2 separate regions of the Sus scrofa genome follow, and region 1 is linked to region 2. A link is a contact called in public Hi-C data. All regions are on one chromosome and are shown on one strand. Each heading gives the region's core, a stretch centred on a gene start, on an enhancer-like site or on the middle of the called end of the contact. The rest is flanking DNA. Distances are from core to core; before and after follow the strand shown. Region 1 overlaps LOC106508308 (a long non-coding RNA gene). Region 2 overlaps LOC110255448 (a long non-coding RNA gene).

The links. A called contact is a pair of places that touch in the nucleus more often than the background predicts.
Region 1: a contact with region 2 is called in a Hi-C map of skeletal muscle, with 2.3 times the contacts expected there. The contact joins two enhancer-like sites. A contact is called at or near these places in 2 of 47 Hi-C or Micro-C datasets (embryonic fibroblasts and skeletal muscle) and 1 of 2 datasets of contacts at active chromatin or transcription factors (skeletal muscle).

Annotation. Positions count from the first base shown.
Region 1 is chr9:48,810,855-48,814,852 of Sscrofa11.1, forward strand. The region is part of intron 1 of LOC106508308 (a long non-coding RNA gene); the gene reads left to right. Among named protein-coding and RNA genes, the nearest start is that of MIR9804, 180 kb to the right of the region's middle. Within about 2 kb of position 1,812, at least 27 of the 83 cell types and tissues checked have an H3K27ac peak or open chromatin away from gene starts, as enhancers often do. A contact at or near this core is called in skeletal muscle, where this site is marked.
Region 2 is chr9:48,666,126-48,670,183 of Sscrofa11.1, forward strand. All of the region lies in intron 1 of LOC110255448 (a long non-coding RNA gene), which reads left to right. Among named protein-coding and RNA genes, the nearest start is that of SORL1, 230 kb to the left of the region's middle. Within about 2 kb of position 1,371, at least 58 of the 83 cell types and tissues checked have an H3K27ac peak or open chromatin away from gene starts, as enhancers often do. A contact at or near this core is called in skeletal muscle, where this site is marked.

The DNA.
Region 1 (3,998 bases), core at 562-3,061, 150 kb after region 2:
GCAATAACTGAGCATTCCAGAGAGGCCTTTCCTCTTTCTCCTGCCTTGTCTGGTTCTCAGCACCCAACCCTGGCAATTGGTGGACTCTGACAGTAGATTGAACTCAAGTTATTCAGCTTGTGATAAACGCTACTTCTAAGGGTAAAACCAAATTCCTTAGTCACTGTGGGTTGCAGCAATTACCTTCCCCTAATCTAGACAAACAGGCACGAGGTTTCCTTTGGTCTTGATCTAGAAAGGGAGCCAATGACAGAAATCTGAGACATAATTCATAAATACACTAACAGTTTCCAATAAAATGGTCACACATAAGGACTGCAACATCGCAATCTCCATTCAGTTCTGAAAGCATTGAAGAATGGCAAATTCAACTTTTTGATGACAAAACAAAAGCAGACAAACCAAAAAAAAGCCAAAAACAAACAAAAGACTGGACCTATACTATGATTTCGCAACAGGTAGTTTTTTGGGAAAAATACCTGTGTAAAATCCCATTTGCTGGTTTACTTTCAATAATTGATTCATTATCTTCATTGAGACACAGCCTGGGTTCCAACAACCGGTGCATATATAAGTATTTACAGCTGTTCTGCTCCTCACTAAGTGTGTGCACTTTGGCAAGTCCACTGGACTTCCTGGTGGAAAGAAACCCAGGCTGGTTAAAAAGTGGAGGCAAAGCTATGAAAAGCATCTAAACTTTAAAAAATTAACACCAGTTCTAGCTGGCAGTAAGCAAAGGGACTTGGCCACAGTAGACACTGGCCAAGAGAAGGTCCCCAGAAGGGCATTTGTAAGGGCACAAGGGGACAACTCGACAATAAGCCCATTTTGCTGCTCAAGGGGCAACACTTGAAGACTGTGTTCAGTGCCAGAGCCTGGGACAAGCCTGGAGACAAGGATCAGATTGTAGCTTTCTGAGGCGACTTCAATCAGTACAGCCAAAGGGAATTGCAGAGCAGCAGGGAAAGAGAATTCTGTTCTCCGGGCAGAGCAGCTGAACTGTCATCACCTGTGCTGCCTCCCCTACACCCCACCAGCCCACCTTGGAAACACTCCTGAGATGCTATGTCCTGGGGAGACTTTCCAAGGGCTCCTCTGTTGCTTTCTCTTCCCTCCTCCCGAAAAAGTCAAAAATGTAAAGAAAGAAAAGTTGGTGGCAGAGAGGGAAGAAGGGAAGGGAGGAAAGAAGGAAGGATCTCTTGCCAGGAAGGAAGGCACTTGGGTAACCAATGAAGCTTTAGTCAGAGAAGGGCAAGTGGAGGGTTAAATATATAAGAAAAAAGAATGCAAAACATCAAGGCTCAATGGTGCCAAGAGGTTTGGTCTCCTGAAAAGCCAAGGACGTTTGGCTGAGAGTGTGGTGAGGGAAGCAGTGTTAGATTCAGGCATTTCTGCTCTGCGACTTTGGGCGGACTTCAAAACCGACATAGCTGTGGTGCAGAGCAGTGATGGGGGGACGATCCCCAGGGTCTGCCCTGCCTCCCCCTCCCCTGAGCCCCTGACACGCCCCCTCCCCACCAGGGCCATGAAGGAATGTAGGTGGAATCCAAGCCAGGCTGGGGCTCAAGGAGGGATAACAGAATTCACGGCCGGGTTGGGGAGTGGGCCAGCACCCAGGGGCTCAGAAAGACAAGGGGTTTGTAAAGCGGGGAAAATATTAACTCCCTTGCTTCTGCGTTCTGTACTTGACTCCAAAATTGCAGGATGTGCTATTGTTTTCCCTTAGGTTTTCCGCTCCTTTCTTACGTTATTCATGTCCTTCTTTTAAGTGCCTCTGCTCTCTGTGTCTCTGCTCAGCGAAGGAGGGAGGCTGAGTGGGGGTTAGGCTGGGGGAGGATCGTGGAAGCAGGAAGGAACAGCTCAACAACTGGACCTTCCTCAGCGGCAGGAAAATCATTCCAGATTTGAAAAGGGCTTTGGTGAGATTTACGGATGGGGTGCCTGTGACTTTGCCAAACAAGCTCTTTTGTCTCAATCTTCCCTCATGCCTGGGTCTCTCCGCCACCCTGAGCTCCGCTACTTTTAAGGAGTTAAATCGGAGGGAAAGCACAGTTTGGACAAAGGTGTTGCACGGAGGTACAGAGAGCAGGCTGCCTGATATTTATGCGATCTGGCAGAAGGGAGGCTGTGTCTTGACACAGAAGCCAGTAATCAGGAAACAGGAGGGTAAGAAAGAGCAGGAAGGAAGGGAAGGGAAAGGAGGAGGGAATAAAGAAAGAGGGAAAGGAAGAAGAAAGGAAAGAGGGAAGAAAGGATAGAGGGAAGGGTCAGAGGAAAAGAAAGTGCAAATAAACCATAGCCTGAAGTCCCAGGAGGATGAATAAATGGGGGAAAGGAGTGGAAGGAACTAATATAATAAAAGTGAATGTTTCAAATTTCCCCACCACTGTCCCTTAGAATTACAGAGCTCTGAACAAACAACCTGATGAAGATGTGAACTTAACCTTCAAAAACAGGCAGGTTGGAAGTTTATAGCATTTTAAACATTTTAAACAATAACAACAAGCCTCATTGTTTATGCCTTGAGAGTTTAGGCATGTGAAGTTCATACTCAAAGCAACCAAGAGTCAGGAGTTGAAGTATGTATCAATAAGAACAGCCGTGAAAGCAAAGCTTCTGACTTAAATGAAAATAGAATACAGCGGGAACTATTGTTTGTGGTGTTTGCGCTGGGACTTACTTCTAATTGGGTTATTATCTTGAACCCAATGCAGTCTATCTCATAAAAGCTTGAAACTTAACTCCCAGCCTGTTTTTAGGAGGAAAAGTCCCTTAAGCCCTTTCTTTTCCTCCAAGGTCTTGAACTTCAAGTGTGGCATATACCTGATGGATAATAGGGAAATGCACTGATATTAGGGAAGTGCTCTGGGGCTTGCTTTATGTACGTGCACAGGGAACTGCAGGTGCATTAGCCCTACTGTGCCTCAAACTCGGGCCCCCATGCATGGAAGCACCACAAAAGCACAGATGAGCATGTGGGATGAAATGTCTGGATGCCCCCCCGCCACCTCCCCATCAGGGGGAAAAGGCTTTTACAGTATTTCGAACTGTTCTGCATCTCAGCACAAATAGAAAGTAGAAGAGATGGACCTAAAGATTTTCACACTAAGTGACGTTAGTGAAAGACACACATCATATGTTACTGCTTATACATGAAATCTAAAAAGTCGATACAAATGAAGGTCCTTGCAGAACAGGAACAGACTCACAGACTTTGAAAACAAACTCACAGTTACCAAAGGGGACAGGTGGCAGTGGGAGGGGGGTGGGTAGAGGGATGGACTGGGAGTTTGAGATTAGCATATGCACACTGAAGTATATGGAATGATTGGCCAACAGAGATCTACTGTCTGGCATAGGGAACTCTACCCACTATTCTGTAATCGTTTATGTGGGAAAAGAATCTGAAAGAGAATGGCTGTGTGTGTATGTATAACTGAGTCACTTTGTTGTAGAGCAGAAATTATCACAACATTGTAAATCAACTATATGTCAAAAAAACTTTAAAAAATGGGGGGAGTTCCCATTGTGGCTCAGTGGTAAAGAACCCCGCTAGTATCCATTAAGGACACGGGTTTGATCCCTGGTCTCTTTCAGTGAGTTAAGAATCCAGTGTTGCCATGAACTACAGTGTAGGCCACAGACATGGCTCGGATAACACGTTGCTGTGGCTGTAGCGTAGGCCCACGGCTACAGCTCCAATTCAACCCCTAGCCTGGGAATTTCCATATGCTGAAGGTGTGGCCCTAAAAAGCAAATAAATAAATAAATAAGGGGAAGAAAAAGTAGGAGAGACAAAGAAATGAAGGAGAAATCTGCCCCTCATGGGACCAGCATCTACCACGAGTGGGGCATTGGGCTGAGCACACCTTTTCCATGTCACGTGGCATTTCATTTCATGTAACAGCTGCTTTTAGAATCCTGTTTAACACATTGCACAGTCAAAGCAATCTCTTCTGGTAAACGGCCTCAGAGAGAGCCATCTCGCTTTACAAAGC
Region 2 (4,058 bases), core at 121-2,620:
GGGAATTAGACTACACAAGGGATGATTGGGGGATTCAAACTTCTCAGAATTGCACCCAAACACTGAGAAAAGGTCAATTGAGGGTCTGGAATCCCCTCACTCTTTCTAAACTCACAGCTGTCATTATCACTTGACATTAAACATACATTTTCCTCTGACATATTTGTATTGTTTTTAAAACTTTATGACAAATAGTTGTGCTGAGTGAGTGCCGGGCACCTTGCAGGCAGGCAGTAAATATTTGCTGAACATTGAAAAAAGGCAGTGGCTTGGCTGTCAGGATGGCTCCTGTTCAGAACCCACCCCCAGCCCTCCATTCATAGGAGGCTGGGTGGATTTCACGTTCAAGGCTTAATCCACCCTGGCCTGTCGGGAATGATCTCTGTGACTATTGGAACATTCTCACACATGCAGAGTGAAAGCCACCATAACAGGCAAGAGGGAAGGCTGGGAGAAGTGCAGCTGGGAATTTTCCGAGAGACACGGTGCTGTTTCTTTGTTCTGGTAGATTTCAGCCAGAAAGAACAGCAAATTTTACTGTCTGCAAACCACCAACGAGCTACTCTCCTCCCCCTTTACCTCCTTCCTTCTCAACCTGGGAATTCATTTGCTGCCTCCCTCTCCTCCTCCTCCTCTGCCCCAGAGCAGTCCCCAGGGACAAAGCTCTTTGTTGTGAACACTCCGAGGCAATACGGAATTGCACAGTCCCCAGGGCAAAATCAGGGCTATCCTCCAAGGCGAGTGATCACCGGGGCAGAGACCCCCGCTCCCCCCACCTGTTGATCTCCCCTCCTCTTGGGGTGAGTGGCAACCTGCATTGTGCTTGGGACGCAGGCGCTTCTACACCAGGCTCAGCAGATGGCGCTGGTGAGCAAACCCAGCCCTTCCCTCCCTCGCCCCTCCCCACCGCCAGAGCCTTGCTGGTCTAAAGCGAAAACAGATGTTTTCATCATTTCTGGATCTGGCATGTGACTTGCAGTTCAGCAGTGTGCCGACATAACCCAGAGTTGTGCGTTCTCTTCATCCCCCACAAAATAAAAATTCTTCCTTGAACGAGCCTTTCTCCTAAGTGAGCCACTAACACATGATCTGTTCAATCCAAGGGCACATGTTTCATCCGGCTCCAAGTGCAACTGCCTTTGTAGCCAGCCTTGGCTCTGTAATTGGGAGGTTGTCTTTTTTTTTTTTTCCCCCCAGAGCAAAGCTAGGGCGGCCAGACCAGCTATCTTTACACCGAGGGCTGGGGAGAGGTGCTAGCTTTTTAAAATAACCCTGGTCTGGCTGGCTGCGGAACGTGTGTGCGTGGGAGCCAGTGCGTTCTGAACAAAACAGGAAGGCCGGGGCGGCGCGCCCTGTTCCCTGCGCCCACGGCAGGTGGCAGCATCGGCCTGGCCTGGCCTCTGCCGCTGGCCGCCCCAAAGCTGGGCCCTTTTACTTTCGGTGGCCTCAAAATTATTAGTTCCAGATGAGTTCTTGCAATTGTAATATTTGGTTTAACCCAATCTGCCCGATTGCGTCAGCACGCGTTCAAATACAGCCGTCTGAAGTCTAACCAGACATCAGAGGCATGTTTCAGGGGGTGTCAACATTCCTTACGCTTTGAAAGAATTAGGGGGAAAAAAAAAAAACCCACACACAAAAAAAACCCCCAGAGTTTGATTTATCCCCCAAACGAAAGAAGGGTTAGCTGCCTGGGGCTGAAGTGCTGAGAGGGATGGAACAGGGGAAATTCAGGGAAGGCGTAACAATAGAACTTGTGGGTCAGAGTCTGCTAGAATGGAACTGGATTTATTTGTTGAACTAGGAAAGGACCTCTGGGCTCTTTGAAGGTTAGAGCAAATAAGCAAAACTGGTGGGCATTTGGTTTTCTAAGAGAAGAGCCCTTCAAGTCACGTAGCTGCTATTGTGAGACACAAAACACATGCTATCTGCCTGTGGCTGGACCTCTGCTTGCACTTGGCCTGGTGGCTCAGGAAGGGGGCTGAGAGGAGGGGCCTGTATTTTAACACAAGGCTTTGACGGGTAGCCCCAGCCTCCATGCTAAGGACACAGATGGGGGTTTCCTAAAGCTATCAGCTGAAGGCCCCAGTTAGAAAACGCAGGACGTCCTGAAGGCTTCTGGCCAGGGGCCTCAAGTGTCTTGTAAACAGCCCTGCTGCAGTTGGTCACTGCCACACCCTGGTGCCTTGATAGCTGGGAAACCAGGCACCCGCTCTGGAGGTCTCAGGTTTTACAGCAGAGGCTGAAGGACTCTCAGATCTCAGGAGCAGAGTAGCCCCATGTGCTAAGGCAGCCAAGGAATCCTGCTCCAATCACTGGAACCGAAAGGGTGTCATGCTTTCCTTAGAGGAGAGGGAGTAACCTGGTATTAGGAGACAGCCGCCCTCATTCGCTCCCCGTCCCTCTGCCTGCACCCCACTTTTAAATCTGTTCAGATCCTTCAAGCCCCTCTCTCAAGGGGACAGAGAGATTCCAGCCGGCCGGCCCCGGGAGGCTGGCCGTTTCCCTGCAGGTCTCTGGCTCGACATGCTGCTGATCAAAAGCCGGCACCCGCCTGGCAGATGCTTCATGTCCTGCGTGTTGGGGGCTGGTGGCTAGTGCTGGCGTCAGGCAGGCAGGCTGATCGGCCATCTTGTTAGATGTGGTTGGGACCCTGCTCCCCTCCTGCCTGCTCCAGTGGCCACTGCGCTGCCCGGATTAGACCCAGGAGGGGTGATGGGACCTCCATACAGTTGGCTGAACACTTCCAGAATATTTAGGGGTCCAAGCTGCTGGTCATTTTTCTCTCAGTTTGAAAAATGCACAGATTGCTGGGGAGATGCTGATTGTCAGTGGTCAGAGCCACACCTGGATCCCAGCAGTTGCTCAGCTTGGGGAAATCAGCCCAACAAGTGAGCATGATACTCATGATATTTTTTTCTGTTTTTTCTTTCTTTTTTTGGCTACTTTCCCTGCATGTGGAAGTTTCGGGCCAGGGATCGAACCCAGGGCTGCCATTACAGTCTGCATTGCAGCTGTGGCAACCCCAGATCCCTTACCACAGGAGAACTTCTATGGCATGCTGCTTTACCAGGTTTTTGTATATTTAAGGGTGGTTGAGAAATTCTGGTATTCCTCTCTACTGCCACACTACCTTTATTCCCTTCTGAGAATCAGCTTTTGGAGATTCTATGATCCAGGGATTCTCAGCCCTGGCTATTTAGGAATTGTCTGGACACTACCCCACAGATGTTGAAATCAGAACGGAAATGGAGTGGGAGATGGACATCATAATTTGAATCCCTAGTCTCCCCCAGGTGATTGTACTGTACATATGGAAATTAAAAAAAAAATCACTGTGATTCTATCCCAACTTCCTCATGGTACAAAAAGTTAAGGAGTCCAGCCAAGGTCTGAACTGCAGTTCAAGTGCAAGCCTGGAATTTCTCTGTTAAGACCGCTGGCTCCTCAGTGATGATTGAAGCTCTTCCTTCAATCACTGAGCCAGCCACCTCATCTCCACCTGCCACTTCCCCTGTTCAGTGAAACTCTCCAAGGATCACAAATCTGTGGCATGGTTGCCTCCAAGAAATTTGGAAAGAACAATTACTTCCTGAGGAGTTTTGCTGGTTTAAATAAATGCATATACTCAGTTGAAAATGAGAATTGCCCCCACCCAGAGGGCCCTCATTTATTGTTTATATTTCCAAATGGGATTTGTGCCTGCCAATGGCCATCATGTGATAAGTGCTCTGCGGTGACCTGTTTTTATGTGTGAGGCAAGTGGGCCCTGGAAAAGTTCAGTGTCCGGTTTAGAATTAAGTAGATGGTAAAGTGAACATGGAGCCATCCTATGTCTTAGCGGAGTGAGGCCCAGGGCTTTGCTCTTGCCAGCCTCCCTGGGACTGTTTAAGGTGCTCTTTGCTTCAGTCTTTCCCCACTGGGGACAACAAGCACCCTCTGAAATAACTCCATCCTGTGTGGGCAAGGAACAGTCACTGGCTCATCCTTTGAGGTGAGGTTTCGGAGACTAGGTTTGCCTTGAATACTTTGGGATCTGCGATGCCTGTAGGTTGAGT